Linked DNA regions of Sus scrofa: region 1 is linked to region 2. A link is a contact called in public Hi-C data. All regions are on one chromosome and are shown on one strand. Each heading gives the region's core, a stretch centred on a gene start, on an enhancer-like site or on the middle of the called end of the contact. The rest is flanking DNA. Distances are from core to core; before and after follow the strand shown.

Region 1 (6,349 bases), core at 2,920-5,419, 88 kb before region 2:
CTAGTATTAGTTTTACTAAATCTCTGTTGCAGAACCTGTGATTTGCTTTTACCCAGGGAGTGTGTTGGAGGAATGCTTCTATCCTTTTTGAACTTCATCAGGTCTTATTTTCTATGCCTTTTCAAGTATAGTGATTTTAAGAGCTAATCATTGATTTTTTCCAAGCTGATATCACACATGGGATAGCCATGGTCTTCCAAAGGCTGAAATATAGATAATACTCCAAGGAGACTGGGAGTGCCTGAGTAATCTGGTTCTTTGAGGAACCGTTCTTGTGAAAGAAAGAAGCAAAGTTAAAAAATCATTGTGTATGTCCTCTTATCAATGGGACACACACAAATTGTAAAATGTGTACATTCAAAGATATAAAACAAACGTCATAGTTAAAATGGAGTATAAGTAGATATCAGATTGTCTCATCTGCCCCATTTTATTTGTTAATGTACATCTTTGATTTGAATACAAATCTATTTAAGGAGATCTAAAGACATAAATTTCATTCCTCTAGTTTACATACCTCAGCAAAGTATGGAAACTGCTACTTCGTACTATTTGCAGCATCAAATCTAGGTCATCTTGGGTTGTGAAACAACTAATAGGCATTTTAAAAAGTGGAACTAAATATACTAAAAGTCCAAATATGAGTCAACAGCCATAACTTAAAACATGTAACTTAAATATCTTCACTGACCCACAAAATCATCATTGGATATTTATATCATAAGCCATCTTCTGCTAGGTCTAAGTCGCTTTGTGTCCACTTGACTCAGTTAAGACTTAAATTGCAGTTGTCATGTGGAAATTACAAACCCAGTAGTGTTGGATCTTTAAAACTTGCTTTTTATTAAATTCAGAGCACCGTTTGATTTTAAAATTTCCATATTACAGCTCTTAATAACAATGAAAAATTAAAACTAAAGGGACTTTAAAAGCTTAATATATATAAATACATTAGCCTAAGTATTTTCGCTGTTACAGTACAATACTGAACTTGTTATTTCACATTAACTTTTCTTGTCCTGTGACCTCAGAGTCCCATTAACTTGGTTGTTGGCATTTGTCCTACAATAAATTCTAAAATATGTTTGTGTTTTTGGTGGACTGCACAGGTGCAGTATTCAGTGGACTCTGACACCCCTCTCTCCCCAAGGTAGGGTTAAAGATTTGGGGGAAGGAGAACTCTGACAATCCTTCCGTTTAAAAATGGTACAGGGACTGTTTAAGGGGTTAATCTTCCTAGTGTATTTATCTCCCACAAATCGATTTTTTAAAAAAATGAGTCTGACCCGAGGTGTTAATATGGTTGGCTGGGACCTTATTTTTTATTTTTTTGGAGCGCCTAGGACCAGGTGGAAAGCTTTGTTACTAATTCCAGGGAAGAACCTTTGACGTAGTGGTGGTTAAATGGTTGCCAGTGTTCACACTTCATTGCTTGTGGACCAGAAGACTGGGAACAAAAGGGTTACTTGTTTCCTCACCGCCGCCTTCACCCCCAGATCGATTTTTCTTATTTAATCAGCGAGTAAAATGAGAGACACAGGGATTAAAAAAAAAAAAAAAAAAAGGAAGAAGGGCAAAGTGGTGGGGAAGGGTTGAAAGCCAGAAGCTTCAATACAGAAAATCAGTCTTGGGAGTTCGCGCTGCCGAGTCCTTGCAACACGGAAGGGAAGCCAGCAAAACGCTCGCAGTTATTTCCACACAGCCAGGCTCCCTTTTCGCTCGCTACGCGCTAGTGGCTCATTTGGCTTCCCTCTGCCACCGAGCGATCACATACATTATTTCCCCCAAGATAACACAATCAAACTTGTATTTACCGACATCCTCTCCTCGCAGCCTGTTTGAGATTTGTTTTAATAAATAAGTATTTTATGTGAATGATGTAGTAATTGAAACAGGCGCACCATTTTTTCCCCCATCTTACTGCAGGAGGTTCCTCAACCCCAATCTGGTTGGAAAATAAAACGCTTTGTCTCCACAACCACCCCCCACCGCACCCCCACCCGCTCTCAGTGTGTGTTTTATACGTGTGTATATCTCAACCCCCTACAGTAGCCAAGAGAAAGCAGCTAGCCAATGAGAGAGCCCAGTTTCATAAAAGCTGCTCTCTGATTGGCCGGATGAGAAAGGGCAATGGGAACAAAGAAAAGTCCCTTTCAGGTATAGAGGCTGAGAGCTCCTTTTGCTCCACTCCCCCTGTGTGTGTGTTGTGTTTCAGTCCTGATTTCAGTGTTGCAGAACAAGCTTGTTGTGTGTGTGCACCAGGGGGATTTTTCTTTTTTTTTAATTTTAATTTTTGCTTTTATAAAAAATACACAGGACGGTCTGTGACATTTGATGGTCCATCTTCTTTAATAATAAATTTGTTGAAGAGATTATAATTTCCAAAATAAAGCGGCTGCAACTAAACACATTCAATGCAGTTAGAAGGAAAAGGTCAACTCGATCCAATACAGACCGTAAGTACGGTTGCGTGGTGTGTCTCTATATAGCACTTAGCGGGGACTTCATGCAGGGGAATGTGCGAGTTTTATGCATTGAAATGAGGAACTAGTTACAGGGTTTGGCTTTTGCATTGAGAACAACAACCCAAGAAGGGTGAATTTTTATTCAGTGGAGGGTGAAGCATTTGTAACTTCTTCACACAAATTAAGCTTGACTGGGCACTTGGGGTAACTTAGAGTAAATTACCTTTTGGGCTCTAACCCAAGGAGAATAAAAGTGACACAGTTACAAATCCTGATCTGCAGTGTCCATTCTCTAGCGCACCTCACCCCACCCTCTCCTATCCTAGCTGGGCAGGACCCTCTTCCAAACCGAGCCAGGAAAATGGGGGCAAGGGCAGAGCAAGCCGATTTCTGTCTCTTGTCACATCTAGTGCCCAATAATTTAATATTAAACAAGGGAATAGTCACCCATTACATGTAATGGTTATAATTACCGTTTTCCACCTCCTTAAAAAAGCAAGCAGCAAAAACACCATTAAGGAGAAAAAAAAAAAAAAGCCCCACCCAACCCAAACAAACCCACAAATAGTAACAATGGTGTGTTTATTACAGGACCTGCCTAGGGAGCTAGCAAAATGTTTTTCTTTGTTTAAGACATTGGTGGGGGGGGGGTCCCTAAAATCCAAGTAGCTTGGAAGTGCCCTCCCCGCTCGCCTGGTCGTCCCCATCCCGGCCCCTTGGGAAAGCCGACAAATTGGAGATAAGTTGAGGAAAGGTTTATAAGGTGTTTCTTTAAAACATCTGCTTTGCTCTTGTGCTCATTACATTTCACTCCTTCCGAACTTCCGAGCCTAGATCTGCGAGAAATGTTTCACATTCATAACTTGTAGCTGCTCCCACTGCAAGGGCGGGGGTGGGGGGAGGCGGCGGTGGGGAGAGTGTGTGCAGGGGGAGGGGAGAGACCTTCAGCTTTTTTTTTAAAGACCAGATCAGTATTTTCTTGATACGCTTGTCACCATTTTTGTTCTCACGACAACCAATTGAGCCCTTGATCCTCACGTGATGTGAAAGGCTTGCACTGTAACAAAATCGCTTCTTTTAGATGGTTGGTTGTTGCTAACTCGCCCATCCCCCTCTCCCAGCCCCGACATTTCCAGCAAAGCGACTCTCCACTTCCAATCCATCAACAATTCATTACTGCTTTTAGCTTCCAAACGCCAGCTAATTAAAAATACTAAGCCAAGCTCTGGGGCCATCTGACTAAACACAGGAGGGGGTGGGCGAGGGAGGAGGAGGAGAGAAAAATAAATAAAAAGGAGACGCACCGTTTGCTGCGACTATAAATGGGAAAAACTGTCCTGAAAAAGGTCGCCTTAAAAAAATCTTTTTTTTTTCCCCTCTAATTATCGAATTACCACATGACTGATTGACTTGAGCGACAGCAGATTTTTTTTTTTTTTCTCCCCCTCAGGGACTTATACTAGGAACTCGGTTCCTTTTTCTTAAAACAACATAAAACAGGAAAACATCACATCCTTTAGGTTTCGAAGACTGAACCAATTTTAAACGCCGTTATTTTCCCCACCCCGCCGACCCCCGCCCCGAGCGAAGGCTGTTAAAACTGGTTTATCAGCTCCCTGAATACTCTGCTCCCCTCCCCCTCGCACCTTTCTTGTTCTCCTCTTGCCGGGCTTCTCGTCCCCCCCCTTTCCTCCTCCCCCCTCCCCACCCCCCGCGTCCCCCTCCTTTCCTCTTAAGTTAGTTCAAGAAATCAAATCTGTCAGGACGGGCGGAAAAATGCCACTTCCCGACTAACAGGCGGAATCCAGCCCAGATTTTCAGTCCTTTCTTCTTATTCTTTCTTCCCTTTCACTAATTTATCCCGATGTTAGCACATTCTGTCTTGTTACTAGCGGACGCCTGTAGGTTTGCTACATGGGATCATTACTTACTGATCACGGTGACTCTGAAGTCTGGAACTGAAGGCGGAATGAGAAGTTGGGAAAACTTTTTTCTCTAAGCTCGCTCTCTTTTTTTAAAAAACTATTATTCTCGATGCTTGTTAAGAGGAAAAAACCCTTTTGGTGCTTCTGTTGTGAATGTGAAACATTATCTTCCAGCTGTACAGTGACACATTTTTTTAAGGAGAAAAGGACTGATTCGTTTGCCAAAAGGGGGATGGGGAGGTGGAATAATGTTATCGAGTGATTATTCTGGCTGAGATGTGTTATTTGGTTCCTTCCTTCTTGATCATTTGGTGTTTAAGTAAAATGAGGCACAGGCTTGTTTGCCGAGTGGAGTGGGAAAGGCATTTTGATTTGCTGGCCTAATTAAAAAATGATAAAGGATTAAAGGTAAGCAATGTCTGTGTGTGTGTGTGTGTGTGTGTATGTATATTTATTTTTTTTTTCTTGACAACTGTTAAAAAGGGGCTGATCCCTTTAAAAACCGTTTTAACTGATCTTTGTCAAACACACACTCATTTGCGGTCATTGAGGCCACCTTGGCGCAGATCACTTAAAGTGTATGTCTTAATCAGTTTCCCGTACAGTCAGTAGCACCATATTTAACAGACTGAGCAAGTCTGTGACCTAGGAATACGGTAGAATTGTTTAGATGTAATTTTTTTTCTCTCCAAAGGCAGATATTTAGCCTTTTATTTAACACTGTCTTTTCTTTAATAGAGAAATGCTCTTAAAGACGTGTGTATATTTCAAGAATAAAATTGTATTAACTGTTGGGAAAGACAGGATAGGAGAGGGGGTATGGGTATGGGGGGGCGTATTGGTTGTTTGTTTTTTTTTTCTTTTTTTTTTGTTTTTTTCCTGTTCCTTACTGGGAACAAAAACAGATTGCCCAGACAATTTGTAAAAAGAAGTAATAAAATTAGAAATGAGAAGAATTTAGTAACATCATTCTGAAACTAGTCTCAGAGAACTTCCAGGGTCTGGTCTTTTAAATTGCAAGATCTAGGACATGTTTAAGGATGTTTAAAGCGTGTTCCTTCCTCTTGTCTGAGTGTTCAGGCTGTGTTTCTGGGGTTGTTATCATGTGTATGTGCCAGAAAGAAAAAATCCTAAACTCTCTTTTTTTTTTTTTTTTAAACCTTTCTGGACTTGACTCAGATCCTTAAGATATTTTGATGCCTTTAAAAAAGTGATTATCCTTGTGCTGTTCATAAAGGGTTTTTCTTTTTTAGCTACTGTGAGATGCTTACTGTCATGGGTATGTTTTTCGGGTTTGGTTATTTTCCTTTAAACCTGATATTGGACTGTGGAGACAATACATGAACCACTTTACTCTCCATCCTTCCCTGTACCCCTTACTGACTCCCCAGTATTAATCGTTTTTTATTCTGGTAACACCCAGACAAGAAATATTCGACTTTTCCCCCCTTCACAGGAAAAGGTGGACCTGGACTGAAGGGTGTAAAAATCCCTGGACACATTCCTGGGGCAGGAAAAAGAAGAGGAAGATTAGAAGATTTTTTTTTTTTTTTTTTTTTTTTTAAGAGAAAGCCCAGCGGAGCTAAACGAATGTCCCCTCATCTCCAAAGGAAAGTTCATCGGATTTTTATTCTAGAGAGCTCATCTTCAGGATGTCAGTGAACATTTCTACGGCAGGAAAAGGTGTGGATCCAAATACGGTTGATACTTATGACAGTGGCGATGATTGGGAAATCGGGGTTGGAAATTTAATAATTGATTTGGACGCTGATTTGGAGAAGGACAGACAGAAATTTGAAATGAATAATTCCACCACCACCACTAGCAGCAGCAACTCCAAGGATTGTGGAGGTTTGGCCTCAAGTGGGGCCGGTGCTACCGCAGCCTTAGCTGATGGCCTAAAATTTGCTTCTGTTCAGCCCTCTGCTCCCCAGGGGAATTCACACAAAGAGACCAGCA
Region 2 (7,250 bases), core at 2,575-5,074:
TTTGTGCTTTTTTTTTCTGTATGGTAGAAATTTGATTTCCACCCTGTCAACAGTGTGACAGCATTCAGACTCTAGGCTGTTGGGTAACAATTTGAGCAGGTTTGGGTGGGACCTAACTGTGCGGCTGGCTTGGTCTGAGTGCCTGAGGGACCCAGTGCACTTGAGGGACCGACCTGGCCACCGCCTTCCTCTCCTCTGTCCCCAGGAGGCCTGTTTGAGCAAGAAAGGCATGGTTTGCCTCATTTTTTCTTTTGGACCAGTAATTCTGCAGCCTTTTCAGAGGGCTGCATTCCTCAAAGGAAGCTGGAGTGGAATTTCGTACCTTCACCCTGAGGCCATCCGGTCTGCTGCTAGCTGCTCACAAATCTACCAGTTTCAGCTGAAACAGATCTGTAGCTATTTTAAGCAAAGGACACCAGAAGGAAATATGTTTTGACCTCATTTCTCCATCCATTCTTCCCGTGTACTAATCCGTACAGATATTTGCCGTGAAAAAAAATATTTATTTGATGTTCCATATGCCACCTCCTAGGTGTTAGCGTGGTTCTGCCAAACAGCCCGTGTTGGTATTAGAACTCGCGATTCAGGGTCTGTGGTGGATACAAATCAGATTTGGGTCCTGCGTGTGGGTGTGGGTGTGTAACGTGTGTGTGCGCGCGCACAGATGTATGTTTCCACTGTTTGGAGGATTACAAGGCAACCTGAAAAGATGTTAAATGTTGAGTCAGGTCTTCTCTCTGTTGAAAAGAGGTGTATAAAACACACCCCCGATGATGAGCAGCAATTAACAGTGCATTACTTTCTGGAAAAGACTTCAAGCTGGCTGCCCTGCAGGTCAGAGTCAATAAAGACTGAGTTACTAACAATAGCCTTTCTCTCTCCCTGAAGCCTTGGACTTAACCCTAACTTCATCAGACCAGAGAAGAAGAGAATAATGAGAACAATGAGAGTCTTGGAGGTTGACTTGGGCCTAAGGCTCGGAGGCCGTAAAAGCTGTCAGAGCGCCTGATGGATTGGCTCTCACGCCTTAGTCCCCAGCGCAAAGCACTGACGCTGCAGCCTCTTCTGAGAGGCTTGATGTGCCACCTGGGGTCAGAACTTATCAGCCTGCGGGGTAATGTTTCAGATGAGGCCAAAGTGCAGTCAATAATTTATACGGAAATTTGTGCTCAGAGTCACAAGGAAGGCAAGTTTTGACTTGAAGTCTTGTGGGTCCAAAAGAGACGTCTGGGTCCACGTCAGAGCTTCCTGCTACCATCATTGTTGTGTGTGTTAGTAGCACTTGAGGCAGACTTGGAGAATTGCAGTCAACATGGGATTTTTATTTAGCATGTATCCCCCGCAGCTTAGATTGCAGGAATTCCGGAATCAATAGGTGAATGGGGCAAGGAACCAGCAGCTGTTTGGAAGGTCTTAAACCCCAAAGTAAATCACCTCTAGGATGTAACCTAGTGACTTTGGAAACTAATGAAGCGTGCACCACCGGTGTCGGTTTACAGGCTCTGGAATTGGGGCGGGTGGTACTGAGAACAGGGAGAGTAATGTGAGGTCCCATCAAGGATGGGAAGAGAGGCACATTATCAGAGAGGAGTTAGGTTTCAGTTGGAGCCCTGGAGACCTTCAGCCGGTTTGCCAGGACATGTCACCCCGAGTTCGCTGAGGGGGCTGTGTATGCGGGAGTGTGTGTAGACAGCATCTCTGCGTCCACATAGACACATGTGTGTATACACACGGTAGATAGAAATAGACAGCCAAGCTGCCACACTGACCGAGGCTGGTCAATCAATAACCAGCTAAGTTTTGTTCTGCTCCAGCAAAACGATGGCTTGCTCCAGTAAGTGCTAACAAAGGCCCTTTTCCCTGCGCTCCGCGCTCCGAGAGCACTATTAGTCACGCTTCATTAGGCTTGTTTACAGAAAAGAGCTGGTCTCCAAGCACGTTATTGAAATACTTGTAACTCTGTGGGGCTGTTTTCTTCCCTGAAAGGTAAGAACTTTGGAATGTGGGGTGGGGGAGGATGGGAAGGCGGCCTCGGATCCTTGTCGGGGAAACCGGTCTGGGCAGCTGACGAGTTTGCCAGTAACCCCCTGCCTGCCCCCCAAGAGAAGAGCCTTCTAATTGCTCTTGTCCAGGTATTGGGGACCTTGGATTTTGCTTTTTGGTCATTGAGACCAATGTCAGCTGTGCATTTTGCTGTTCCTGAAACGTGAGGGTTCCTTACCCCCCAACATCCAGAGAGGAGGGCTCAGAGATTGAGAACTGCATTCCTCAGTGGCTTTTCTCTTGGATGGTGCCTTTTCATTGGTTGAAACTGGTGGTGGGCGGAGTTCCTGTCTTGGCTCAGCAGCTAAGGAACCCATCCAACTAGTACCCATGAGGATGCAGGTTCAATCCCTGGCCTCGATCAGTGGGTTAGGGATCCGGTGTTGCCATTGCCGTGAGCTGTGGTGTAGGCCACAGATGGAGCTCGGATCTTGTGTTGCTGTGGTATAGGCAAGTGGCTACAGCTCTGATTCGTCCCCTAGCCTGGGAACCTCCATAGGCCGTGGGTGCGGCCCTAAAAAGTAAAAGAGAAAAAAAAAAAAAAAAAGAAGAAGAAGAAATTGTTGGTGGTGGGTATAGAAGTAATAATGGTCCTTAATGTTGGAATTTGTAGCTCCTGAGATTCTAAGAGAATCATTACAATAAGCCCGGTCACCAAGAATATAGAATGATGAGTGTAGATGCCCGTATCTGAGGATGCTTTACTAGAAGTCATGAAGGAAGGCTTGCCTGCTGCTGGCTGTATTGTGGCACGGGGAATTCTTAGTATTTGGGCATCTCCCTGCCTCCTTCGGCTGGTGGACCCAGGTCATAAGAGAGGCAAAGAGGTGAGGAAGACAAAGTCCATTTGCTGAGTGACTATTTTGTGATACTACCCAGGTTAACTGCTTCCATAAATGACACCTTCTTTGATAGTCATATTTTTCCTACTTAATAGATAGGGAAACTGAAGCTCAGAAAAGTGCAGTTCAAGGTGAAACAGCTAAGAAGCAGGCTTTGAGCCCTGTGGGTCTGTCTCCGGAGCCATCTCTTCAGGGGCTTAGGCTGTTCTCTTCAATCCCCAGGCACTCTTATTCTTTTTCCCTTGTCTGGTCCTTGAAGAAAATCCACTGCAGACTGAGCTTGATTAAACTTAATTCCTTCAGGTTTTTTTTTTGTTGTTGTTGTTGTTTAAATTAAGTTCCGAGCCTGAGCCATAACTCTGTGGCTTCACTAAGCAGAGGATGCCAACTACCTCCCACGCTGCTTGCTGGGCATGGCCACCCCCAGGTGAGAGGGAGGGTCCCCCCAAGGGCAGAAATCTCATCCATCTCATTGCCTTTCATTGTGAGGGTGCAGATTTCTCGTTTTTTCTGAGATCTGCATTCCTTGTTTCCTTTCTAGATATGCAAAGATGGTGAATTTTAGGTGACACATAAAATTACACCCCTTTGGGACATTCCCTTGTGGTGCAGCAGGTTAAACATCCCAAATTGCTGCAGCTAGGACACAGGTCGCAGTGGTGGCACAGGTTCCATCCCTGGTCCGGGAATTTCCACATGTCACGGGTGCGGCCAGGAAAAGAAAAAAAACCCCACAAAATTCATGCCCTACACATGCAGAGCCTTCCATTGACACACACAAACACATGCACGCACACGGTTGAGAGGCAGTTCCTCTTTTTCAGCTGCTGTTGTAAATTGCTATTTTAAATTTCAGCAAGTGGAATAATAGCAGAGTGATCATTTCCAGTAAATGCTGTTGGCCTTTGTAAAGAATGGCTTGTTCAGAGGTTTTATGATTTACAGGGACACAGCTGGTGGCCAGCAGAGCTGTAGGAATGTGTGCTCTCCTGGGCCCGGTAGAGCTGCAGATGAAAGGGGCCCAGAGCTGGCACAAAAGCAAATAAGCGCTCTGGCTTTAAATAAAGCATCATAATTTATATGAAGCCTGGCTCTTCAGTCCCAGGGAGATACATGCATCAGTAGCAGCTTTTTGATGTGAGTATAATTGTCAATTGCTTCCCACTGTCTCCTTGTAGCTCAAGGACTGGGGATGGTAGGAAATGACTTTAAAAACGCAGTCCTGAAATCTAGAGTTGTGTTACGCAGATTCTGACAAGCTGTGCACTAGCATCTCAATCTAAACGGCTCATCTCCCACCTGGATGGCGCTCCAAGAGGTTCGTGAGGAAGACAGATGAGGAGAGGTGTTGAGTGAACTGATACCTTCGTCTTCTCTTTCGCAAGTCTACCCCCTCCCCCAAGTCTGTGAGGGTTTTCAGTCTTAGATTTTATTTCCTTTGTATCTCTCAGTTTCATTCATCTTATAGTTACTTTGCCTCTGTTGCTTCCACCAGAGGGGGAGCAATGGGCAAGAAACAGACTTCTGCCTCACTTGGAATGGGTAGGGCGTGGGAGGGGGGTCGGGGTGGGAGACGGGTATCTGCTAAATGACTTGACACATTCATGGCTTCCTGTGCCTTTTTCCCCCTTTGCCCCCCAGGGTACTTGCTTTTAGGGGCAGTGGTATAGGGGGGACTTTGTGCCTTCAGGATATTTTTGGTCTGGTTTTACTATTCTCTGGTTTTCAAGTTGAAGAAACAGCATTGTGGAGGTATCCTGGCTGTAGACGTGGTTAGCTGAAAAGATCCTGTAGTTAATATTAAGTGCAGGAAACGACTGGACCTGATGATTTGAAAGGCCTGCATTCTTTCAGTTGCTTATCTTCAGTGGCATGCGAGGCTAAAAGTGGGAGCGTGTAGAGGCGGTTTTCCTCTCCTTCTGGGGGATCTTGGCTGTCTCTTGGCTGCCAGGGGCCCCTGGTACAGAGCTGTCTCCTAGAATAACACTCTTAAAGGAACGTTGTATCAGCAGGTAAGAAAGCAATAACCGTGTCATTATCATGGCGTTTGACAGGCTAACTTCAGTAAATGCTTATCAAATACCTTTCTCAAACTTTTGAATGCTTATATTTAAAGGGAGGGGAAAAAATGATCTCCTAACGAGCTAATAATTAAAGCTTGTCAGACTGGACTGGGGGAGGCGAGTCCATTCTGTTACTGTTGGCATTGAACCCTTGTCTTCCCAGGGAGAAAAGAAAAGGGGGCCCAGGGGATGAGAAATCATTCTGCTACTCTAGTGAGGAAATGGTGCCACAAAAAAAAAAAAAAAAAGAGAGAGAGGGCCTGAGGAACCTGCTGGCCCTGGAAACCATTCATCTAAGTGCATCTGATTTCATGTACACTAATGCGTGCCTGTGAAGGAGCAGGAGAAAATACGAATTTAGAACTTTGCCCCAGAAACCAGAATGGTGCCATTGCCTATCTCCGTGTTATCAAGCCTCAAGGCACACCTTCCTGAAACATTCCATCAAAGACAAGAAATGAAACCTCTTTGTACAAATGTGTACCCACGAACATGTACTCTGCACATGTTCCTGTTCAGTTAATGCATTTAAATTGCTCCAAATGTCTGTTTCTGAGGCTGTGTTTTCTGTTGCGTCTCTTCTGTCTTCCTCCCTTTCTGCCTCCTCCCCTCCTTCATCCATTAACTTTTACCTGTTAGGTTTGGGCCGAGTCTTAATGGATCACAATCTGAAAAGCATCCTCTTGGGTGCACAGAGGTGGCTTTTGACGCAACCTGGCTAAGTGTCCGTGCCCTTGTTGAGGCAGGTTCAGGAGACTCGTTCTCTCTCTCCATCCCCCCAGTAACAGTATCACTTTAAACTTGTCCTGCTGTCTGTCCCCAGATGGGGACTCTGCACAGAAATGAGTGGAGACACTGCCTAAGCAATATGGCTACATGCTGTGGTGTGAATGGGCTGCTGTATTTTATTGAAATATATTTATATAAATATATATATTCCCCCCAACCCCCCAAAAAAAACCTAGCCTAACTTAAAAGCAATTTGTTTTATGATCATGTTTAAAATTACTTCCTAAACATCTCCATGTGATTTTTTTTCCATTATACTATTGGTACCCCAAAATGTCTATAATGATACCCGTGAACTATGAACCTTGCTAAAATATCAGTACTGATTATTTAAAAGAAGTAAAGCCCCTTTTTCGTTAGTGTTATTTGAGTTCTAATGACCTTTTTTTATTTTTATTTTTTAAGTTGTATCTTGGGCTGTCACACTTCATGGATGCTGAGCCTTGTGTCAGATCCTTGGTCAGTGACAGTACTGTCCCCATCCACGTGTGTGGTGCAGGCTCCCCTGCCCGTGTGTGGGACAGCATGTCTGTGTTCCTGGAGGTGCCTTATACAAGCCTTATTCCTGTTCCCTCTTTTTCCCCACAAGACGTCTTCACAGGCCATTGTATTTTCTAGAAGCGGGGCAGGATAATGTTACTAGGGAAGCGAGAAAAGAAAAGCAGCGAGAGCTTCTTTGCGCTGCCCAGTCAACTGGATATCGACCACCTGTCTTCACGGGAAAGAAATAGATGGCAGTGAATAAGCGAGAGTCTAGTTTTCCAAGAAGCTCAATGATTTTCCCAAATCAATACAGCTCATCAGGCCTCAGAACAAAGGCTGAGGGGGAGGTGACAGTGATGGAAGTAGCTCTGTGTTCTTTTGTGTATTAAACCATAAGGCCCATGGGGAAACAAGCTTTCTTTAGCCAGGTTTTTAACCACTCCCCCCCGCCTCCTTTTGGGGCTTATTCAGTATATTTAGGAGGGAAAATCCTTTCAGGCCTTTTTTAAAAAAAAAAGATTTCCATAGATTGTATTTTGGAGATGTTCTTTTGAAAGAGATAAGCACAGTCAAGTAAGAAAGAGTACCGTCTTTTGCCCTGTAGATTAGAACAGCATTCTCCCATTGCTTTTGCGTATTGGTTTAGCATATTTATTTATTTGGGTTAAGACCTTTTTTTTGTCATCTATGGACAGGCTTGAGATGAACCGGAGAGTCATGTCTCAGTGTCCAGATTATCCCCCAGCAAACTATCCTCCCATAAACGAACCCTGTTCCTAAAAGTCCTGAAAAGAACACCAGATCCTACCAGGAATGCTGAACTGTCATCAGAGAGATTATAATTAACGTAGATAGAGTGGTGCCAACAGTTTCCAGCCGCCGACAGAGAACATCTATCCAAACCAGCAATTTTTAGCCCTTCAGTCCTTTAATCTGTAAGCTCCCTGTGCTTCCCTAAAGCAGTGCATTAACACCAGTGCGGTGTGTCTCTGGGGTTTATGACTGGGGTGGCGGCACACTAGGGCCGAGA

Evidence for each region. A called contact is a pair of places that touch in the nucleus more often than the background predicts.
Region 1: a Hi-C map of skeletal muscle shows a contact between it and region 2, with 4 times the contacts expected there. The contact joins the promoter of ZNF608 here to the enhancer-like site in region 2. A contact is called at or near these places in 17 of 47 Hi-C or Micro-C datasets (alveolar macrophages, brain, embryonic fibroblasts and 10 more) and 1 of 2 datasets of contacts at active chromatin or transcription factors (skeletal muscle).

Annotation. Positions count from the first base shown.
Region 1 is chr2:128,154,589-128,160,937 of Sscrofa11.1, reverse strand. It overlaps ZNF608 (zinc finger protein 608), which reads left to right and starts at 4,169. Exons shown (of 13, transcript XM_005661601.3): 1 at 4,169-4,798; 2 at 5,847-6,349. The coding sequence starts at 6,043.
Region 2 is chr2:128,065,820-128,073,069 of Sscrofa11.1, reverse strand. The region is part of intron 3 of ZNF608 (zinc finger protein 608); the gene reads left to right. Among named protein-coding and RNA genes, the nearest start is that of ZNF608, 87 kb to the left of the region's middle. Within about 2 kb of position 3,824, at least 12 of the 83 cell types and tissues checked have an H3K27ac peak or open chromatin away from gene starts, as enhancers often do. A contact at or near this core is called in omental adipose tissue and skeletal muscle, where this site is marked.